3 separate regions of the Sus scrofa genome follow, and all the other regions are linked to region 3. Evidence: chromatin contacts called from public HiChIP or PLAC-seq and promoter capture Hi-C data. All regions are on one chromosome and are shown on one strand. The core of a region is the stretch at or near the end of the contact, and the rest is flanking DNA. Distances in the headings are between cores, read along the strand shown.

Region 1 (2,760 bases), core at 13-2,512, 950 kb before region 3:
GTGTAACTCAACAACCTATACACTGAAGCCATGCTTTTCCTTTGTATTTTACTGCCCTCCAATCACACACTGTATCAGATTATGTGCCAATCCCAACCTCTGGAACTGCACAACTGCAAACCTCCATCCAGTTTTCACTATCCTACTGGGAAATAATCAAGCAAAACTGGCTTTCAGAGGCAAGAGTTCAGAAGGGGGTGGCTTTAAATATTCCATTCATCAGCTTTTCTAAGAGAGAAAAGCTGTGAACAAGGATGAGCCTAAGAGGGGACATTCTGGATAAGGTAAACACCTGGTCCCACACAGAGAAGGCAGGGAAAACAAATCTAACCAATTCTAAAGACAATTATTTTTTGGATTTTACTTTATGAAGTATACAGCACACCATACCTAGCAAAGTATTACCTCATTCCACTCGCATAATAACTCTGTGAGCCGCAAATACCTTTTTTTTTTTTTTTTTTTTTTTGGCCCGGCCCTTGGTGTGTGGAAGTTCCCGGACCAGGGAGTGAACTTGTGCCACAAAAGTGACCCAAGCTGCTGCAATGTCAACACCGGATCCTGAGCCCGCTGTACCACAAGAGAACTCCCATCAAACACTATTTTTCTAAAATGACAAATAAGGAAATGACACCTTGAAGGGCAAATGGTAAGGCCAGTGCTGGAATTCAAGGGTCCAAGCTCACAGTCATGGCTTTTTAACGTGGTACCACAGGACTTTGAAAGCACTTTCCCTCCATGCTTTTAGTCTACAGGACAAGTACTTAAGGTCACGTGGAAAAACTGCATGTGGCAAGGAGGAAAAGTAAGTGAAATAAAACAAAAATACAATTCAGTAATTCCTGAGCGCCTGACATCTCTAAGTAAAGGATTTTAAGGAAAATAAGAGAACACATGTAAAGGAACCCAGCCCAGTGCCTGGAACATTCGCCGTGGGGGAAGGGATGGCAGGGAAGACCAGGTGGGCATAAGATAGCCCAGCTGTGGGGAGGGTTTGGGCTGGAGTTTGACAACGCGGGCGTGAGGCTTCCAAAGCCTGTCAGGCCGAGACCCGCGGAGTGCCGGGCTCAGGGGCTGGGGTGAGGCCGAGAGGCGGCGCTCTCTCACCTGCGGCTCGCAGCGCTTGGCGATGTAGGACGATGGCGGTCCAAGCTGCCGCTCCCGCCTCTCCTCGAACACAGAGTCCTCAAACTCGCCGCCGAGCAACCAGCACCCGGTCTCCATTGCGCCGCCAGGACTCACGCAACGAGAGGAGGCGGGGCCTAGAGCTGCGCCCACAAGCGAGCGGACGCAAAAGAGGCGGGGCCTCGGAGCCCAGAGCGTGGCATGCTGGGTCTTGTAGTCTTTAGGCGGGAGCCAGAAGGGGACTTGGCCCACCAGGTTGAGCTGAGATTTTTATCTGATTCATGGCTGGAACAGAACTTGACTTCTCTGCTTCAGGAGCTGGACAGGGTGATCCTTAGGTTCACGCATCAAAAAACACTGGCCTCAGGGCAGCTGTTTAAAATTGATACCTGCTGGGAATTCCCATCGTGGCTCAGCAGTAAGGATACCCAACTAGTATCCATGAGGATACAGGTTCAATCCCTGGCCTTGCTCACTGGGTCAAGCTGTGAGGTGTGGCGTAGTTTGCAGACACAGCTCGGATCCAGCTTTGCTGTGGCTGTGGCATAGGCCAGCAGTGGTAGCTCTGATTTGACCCCTAGCCTGGGAACCTCCATATGCCTCTGGTAAGGCCCTAAAAAGCAAAATAATAATAATGATAATAATAATAAATTAAAAATAAATTAAAAAACTGGTAGGTACCAGTTTTTCACTATTGATGACATTCCTGGAACTGTGTTAAGAACTTTTTTCTTCTCTTTTTTTTTGTGTTCTACTATATCCTTTTCTAACAATTTATGAAAGGCACAATGATTCCCACTTTGCAAATGAAAAATTGAGGCTTGGAGAGGTTAAGTTACTTGCTCAGGATCAATTATTATGTGGCTAAGGGCTGAAAGGAAAGAATTGAGTCAGTGTCCCCCCGTCACCACAGAAGAGGCACACTAATAATAAAGACCAGGGTACAGTACCTCACACATTTGTTAATAGAAAACATGAAGCTTTACTCTGGAGGCTCAATCAGGGAGCATTAATTCTTCTTGAAAACAAAAAAACCCACTAAATTCCAGAATTCTAACACCAACATTTACTAGAATTCTTATACTTTCAAGATGTTCCTGGAGTTCCTGTTCTGGCTCAGTGGTTAATGAAACCAACTAGCATCCATGAGGACGCAGGTTCGATCCCTGGCCTTGCTCAGTGGGTTAAGGACCTGGTGTTGCTGTGAGTTGTGGTGTAGGTCGCAGACAAAGCTCAGATCCTGAGTTGCTGTGGCTGTGGCATAGGCCGCTGGCTACAGCTCCGATTCAACCCCTCGTCTGGGAACCTACATACGCTGCCAGTGCGGCCCTAAAAGACTGAAATAAAATAAAATAAGATGTGGATGAAGATGAAAATCTAGAGAATGTATACATGTATGTGTGACTGGTCCACCTTGCTGTATGGTAGAAAATCGACAGAACACTGTAAACCAGCTATAATGGAAAAAATAAAAATCATTATAAATATAAAAAAATAAAAATTAAAAAAGAAGATAAAAATCTGTTTCTACAGAAAAAAAAAAAAAAGATTTGTATAGAGGGGTATGCTTGAGTTCCCCAAGGCATAGTAGATGTCACTCTCTCCACGCAGCCTGCCTTCCTCTTTCCTGTAATC
Region 2 (2,700 bases), core at 12-2,511, 580 kb after region 3:
AGCAACGCGGGATCTGAGTCTGCGACCTACACCACACGGCAACGCCAGATCCTTAACCCACTGAGCAAGGCCAGGGATCGAACCCTCATCCTCTCGGATCCTAGTCGTCTCCGTTAACCACTGCGCCACGATGGGAACTCCAAGAAAATCTTTATTAGAGGACAAAAGAAGACCTATTTTTATCCTCTCATAAAATCTCAGTTCCATAAAGAAGGAAGCACTGGTTTCCATCGATCTATTAGTAGGTACAAACTACAGTGGCCCTTGATCAGGTTAAAAAGGAACAGCACATCTCTTCCAGAAAAGTTCTAAAATGATCCTAATCACTCTGGCCTGATTCATGAATCCCGATAAATAAGAAAAACCATAAGGTGTTTGTTGTGGGCAGAGGCAGTAAAGCCTCTCCCTCCTCGCCTCCAACCCCGTTTCACCTATGGTGTAGGGAAGTTCCACACACTTGGAATCAGGAGACAAGGATCCATTATCCGCTCGGTTAAACCCCCGGCCCCCGCCGCCGCGCCTGTCGCTCCCGTTAACGGGGGAGTTCGTTAATGACCACAGACAAATCAGGACCTTCGGAACTATTTCTCGAAATGAAAAGGACTTTGATATGTCATAGGTAAGGGAATTAAGGTGCAAAAGAGGAGCAATGATTTGCCCAAACTCACAGTCCATGACAGAAATAGAATTCAAAGCCAGGTCCGTCAGATTGTAAAAGCCCGCACCAACCACTCGATTTTCTTGAGTGTAAGTGGAGAAATATCGACGTCCATACACCACTGCTCCCAGGAACTTGGAAGGACACGATGCTGGCCAAGTAGCTGAACATCACTTTCTAAAGCGCCAAAGCGCGTGAAAAATTGCTTCCACCTGAGTGGAGATGCAGAGCCTGGATTGCAGCCGCAGCCGCAGCCGCAGCCCCAGTAAAACCCTCATTCCTCCAGGCCAGGCTGTCCCATCCAGACCCCACCCCACGCCGCAGAAGCACCCCTGGCCAGAGCGGCCCAGCCCCGGGGCGGCGGGGAACGTGAAAGGAGGAGGCGCGCGCACCCCGCCCCGACTCACCTGTCCCCCGGGCCGCTCCAGGGCGCACGCGCAAGGCCGGCGGTCTAGCGCGGAGTCAGCACCCCGGCCCCCACCTCTTTGCCTCCGCAGGGGTCCTCTTCAGTCCCCCGCCCTGGCTCCAGAGCCGGCTGGACCCCGGCTTCCGCCCCTGGCTCCCTGGGCAGTCACATGACAAAGGGGCGGAGAGTGGGGCGGGGCATCATGTGACCACTCGCCGTCGACGACTGATGACGCCTGAGCCCGCGCTCGCTGTTTCAGCGACAGGGTAAGGGAGTTAAGGAAGGAGTTGGGGTTCGGGGTGCGAAGTCAGGGCGCAGCCAGGCAGAGGTACATCGGGGAGCCAGGTACGGCTGGAGCGGGGGATGGCGATGGGGAGGGTGATGGGGGGTGTCGTCTCCCTCTCGGGCGCTCCGCGGGTGCCCTGAGCTGTGGTTTGTGGACCTGGGTTATGGTCCTAGATCTGTTTACGCCACAGGAATGAGGTAGGGGCCGTTTACCTCCCTCTCCAAGACGCCGTCTCTACATCCTTGGGTTCTCAGTACGTAGGGGCAAAGATCACGAATTCTTTTTTTATTTTTATTGAAGTATAGGTGATTTACAGTGTGGCGTTAGTTTCTGGTGTACAGCAAAGTGGTCAGTTATGCATATACTTTTTCAGATTTTTCGGTTATAGGTTATTGAGATACTGAATAAAGTTCCCTGTGCTATACAGTAGGACCTTGTTGTTTATTTTATATATAGTAGTGTGAGACCATGAATTCTTGATCGAAGTAAATGTAGTTTGAGCTAGCTTTCTAAGCAGGGCCTTGGGAAGATCTTTAATTAAACTCTGGGCATCAGTTTCCTTTTCTATAAACGGTGGTAGGATTAATGATAATGAGAATGGAAGAAAGCCTAGGGCACCAGTTTATAACATACTGTAGGGGACCCAGCAATGACGGTTTCTTTTATTCTGTAACTCTCCCAAATCTTTATTTGATTGCCTATTTTTGTGTGAGGAGCTGTTTTATGTTGAGTAGAATATGTCAGAATTCTAGTTTTAAGTTGCTTCCAGGGCGAAAGAGTGGCAGACATGTGAGCAAATAATTGTGGTGAGTTTTATAATACAAGTTTGTGTGTGAGAGGGAGAGAAAGAGAGAGAGAGATAGGGATAGTGGTAGCATGAGGGAGAGAACAAGCAGTTGCTTGTATGGATAAGAGAAGGCTTCAGAAAGATGTAACCTTGCGTATTGAAAAAGAAGATACAGCTCTGGTGGAACTTGTGTAGGCCCCTAAGAATTTAAAGGAGTATCAGTATTTAAATTATTTGATCTGTGCTTATTACTTTCTGTACAAAAAGATGAGAGGAGGGAACAGAGAAATATTTTTATTTTTACCTAATAATTGGCCCCATCTAGAGAGAATCTTATGAATGTTTCTATCCTATCTCCACTCCCCACCGCCCCATCCATATGTTGAATTCCGAATGCCAGGGTGATGGTATTAGGAGGGAGCGGATGTGGGAAGTGCTTAAATCTTGAGGATGGAGGTCTCCTGGAGAGCTGCTCCCTTGTGCCTTTTACCATTTGACAACACAGAGCTAGAACTAGAAGGCCCTGGCCATGAACCACAGGAAGAGGGCCTTCATCAGAACGT
Region 3 (2,700 bases), core at 79-2,578:
CATGGTTCCTAGTCAGTTTCTTCTCCGCTGTGCCAGGACGGGTACTCCTATCCCCCTTAATCTGTCTTGGTTTATAATTAAGACTCTGACCTAACTTACACTCCTGCTGGTTAAGGAACAGAAAGGATAGCCAGGTTATATTAATTACATGTATAGGCAACAAATTTAGATCTTTTCCTTCCTAGGTTTGTTGCTGGGACCCTAAAACTAAACCAACAAAAGAGATTAACAGGAGAATAACAAGTTTCTCCGGTGTATACAGGCTTGGAGAAACTAAGTGATCGACAACTCAGGTGGCTACAATTTGGGGCTTATAAAGCTTCTTAACAAAGAACAGTGCATTGTAGAGAAGTGATAAGACAAAGGAAAAGGAGTTTAGGCTTTTAGGGGTGGCAAACTTGTGTAAGGTAAGTATGTGGGGGAAACTAATAAAGATAAGGATTGGTAAGACTTGTGACTGAGTCTACAAGTTTCCTTTTGGTAAAGGAGAGGGAGTCACCTTTACAAAATGGAAACTTATGTTCGCTTTTTAGGCAAATGGGAGGACGGTTAAGTGCTGAGGTGGAGAGTTTTTTGTTTCTGTTTCTCAACTGTCTTCAACTCAAACATAATCATGTCAAAGTGGCATACTTTGGGGTGGCATGTTCTGATTCCCTACAAAAAAGAATGGCTTCTTCTGCCCTGAGAAAGAACGGACTGCCTGGGCGTGCATACCTCAAAGGTTAGAAACGAAGAGGCCAGAATTCTTGCCCTTAAGTTACAGTGGCCCTTGATATTAGTAAAATGTGGCCAGCAAGTGTCCGCAGTTGTAACCAATCGGGTAGGAAACAGGAAAGTTGATGCGCAGAGGGATGCGAGGGCTACTTTCCTTGGTAATGCCTACCGCACCCAGCCCAACCCAAAACAGCAGCCACTCAGCACTGCGCATGCGGCGATGCCTCCAACAGGTCCCCAAACGGCCTTGCAGCATCTTCCCCGAAGAGTCAGCAGCTCGGATCCCGCCTTTGGGTGGGGTGGGGTAGGTCTGACGTTCGGCGCCCTTTGTCTTTCCTCCTTCCTAGCAGCTCTATATCATGTTTACGGGACGTTTAATGGTCTCTAGTAGAGCGACTAATAATTCCCTCCCGCGGCCCAATCCCTCACTGAGCCTTCACCGCCGTGGGTGACGCGGCCACTCTGAGGCCAGAGGGCGCGGCTGCGGAAGAGCGTCTGCGCCAACAGGTGGCGCCCAAAGCCGTGACGACGGCGCAGCCGCGGAGGTGGGCGGGAACCGCGGCAACGCTCAGGGACGTCTGGTACGACGAGCGTGATGACCGAATGGGGAGCGTTCCAAGCGCCGGATTATGACGCGACGTCGGCGCGCGGGCTCCGCGGTCTCGCGTAACCGCGAGCGCAGCCTCCCGGCCTGGCAACAGCAACAACGGCAGAGGCAGGCGGGCGAGGTCAAGATGGTGGCTCCGCGGGCGGGGGAGGCGGTGGAGGGGGGAGGAGCCAGGCGATAGCCGGCCGGAAACACCGACACCCAGAGGCCTCCCGGAAGCCGCCGCCGCAGCCTCAGCCGCCGCCTCCGCCGCCTGCTCCAGCTCGAGAGACGCGAGCGGGCGGCGGGGCGGGCCGTGAGAAAGACTCGAGAGGAGGGAGGGCGGGGCGGAGTCGCCCGCCTCCGCCCCCAGCCGGCGTCCCGGGCCCTGCCCCACGCGGCCCTGCCGGGCCCGCCCAGCCCCGGTGTGGCAGCGGCTCATGGCGGCGGTGGGGCCCCCGCAGCAGCAGGTGCGGATGGCCCATCAGCAGGTCTGGGCGGCGCTCGAAGTGGCGCTCCGGGTGCCCTGCCTTTACATCATCGACGCCATCTTCAACTCCTACTACGATTCCAGCCAAAGCCGGTTTTGCTTCGGGCTCCAGGTCTTCCTCCGGCTCTTTGGTAAGGGGGACTGGGTAGCCTGCGTCCGGAGACTGCCCGCTGGGCCGAGACGTGCTGCAGGGAGCGGGCGGGCGGCCGCGCGCAGGGTGTGTGTGTGTGTATGTGTGTATGTACACACACCAGCCCCCCCCGGGGGCGTCTTTGCAAGCCAGGGGAGGAGATGACACTTGTCTCAGACTTGACAGCGGAGCAGTCCTCCCAGCGACTCAGCCTCCTGTTCATTTTTGCCTCTAAGGGCTGGGAGAAAACATCAATGTGTGAGCGTGCGGCTTTGAGCCTGCTGTTTCTCTTGGGAAATGAGTACTGGTTTACCGCGTCCTATGCGACAGCTTTGGAAAAACAGCAACTGTTTTTGCCCCGTCTCGCAGTGCGTGACCTTGGGCTCGTGGAGCCAAAGCCTGGGCCTCAGTTTCCCGGTTTCCAAAATGCAGAGTACTCTTATGTTGCCATTTAAATGACATCCAAACGGAGGAGACAAGGTTTCGAATGTCAGACCTTGAAACCATTACCAAAAATCCTCGTGAAGCAGGCAGTACTTATAATGAGTCCTAAAATTTCCCGCGAATAGGGAAGATACTGAGAACGGTTATAAAAACGTGGCTAGGAAGTGATGACACTTCTGAAAATCATTGTCTTCGTCGTGTACGAATGGAATGTTAAAAACATCTTATACTTCCCTCCCTATCTTCACTTGCACTCCCAGAGTGAGAAACGTTTATGCTTAGAATTTTTTAAGTAATTGAAACTTGGCGAATTTTGTTGATGAGGTAATTCTTGTG

Evidence for each region. Promoter capture Hi-C pulls out the DNA fragments that hold promoters and counts their contacts. HiChIP or PLAC-seq counts read pairs in DNA pulled down with a chosen protein or histone mark.
Region 1: an H3K27ac HiChIP or PLAC-seq map of alveolar macrophages shows a contact between it and region 3. The contact joins the promoter of C4H8orf76 here to the promoter of RNF139 in region 3. A contact is called at or near these places in 1 of 5 promoter capture datasets (liver) and 1 of 2 datasets of contacts at active chromatin or transcription factors (alveolar macrophages).
Region 2: a contact with region 3 is called in a promoter capture Hi-C map of fetal liver, with 2.4 times the contacts expected there. The contact joins the promoter of WASHC5 here to the promoter of RNF139 in region 3. A contact is called at or near these places in 2 of 5 promoter capture datasets (fetal liver and liver) and 1 of 47 Hi-C or Micro-C datasets (heart right ventricle).

The regions. Positions count from the first base shown.
Region 1 is chr4:16,135,680-16,138,439 of Sscrofa11.1, reverse strand. C4H8orf76 reads right to left here and starts at 1,262. Exons shown (of 6, transcript XM_013996506.2): 1 at 1,108-1,262. The coding sequence starts at 1,224.
Region 2 is chr4:14,596,694-14,599,393 of Sscrofa11.1, reverse strand. WASHC5 (WASH complex subunit 5) reads right to left here and starts at 1,261. Exons shown (of 29, transcript XM_021088931.1): 1 at 1,066-1,261. NSMCE2 (E3 SUMO-protein ligase NSE2) reads left to right here and starts at 1,202. Exons shown (of 7, transcript XM_021088938.1): 1 at 1,202-1,330.
Region 3 is chr4:15,181,148-15,183,847 of Sscrofa11.1, reverse strand. It overlaps RNF139 (E3 ubiquitin-protein ligase RNF139), which reads left to right and starts at 1,328. Exons shown (of 2, transcript XM_001927531.7): 1 at 1,328-1,921. The coding sequence starts at 1,741. All of the region lies in intron 1 of TRMT12 (tRNA wybutosine-synthesizing protein 2 homolog), which reads left to right.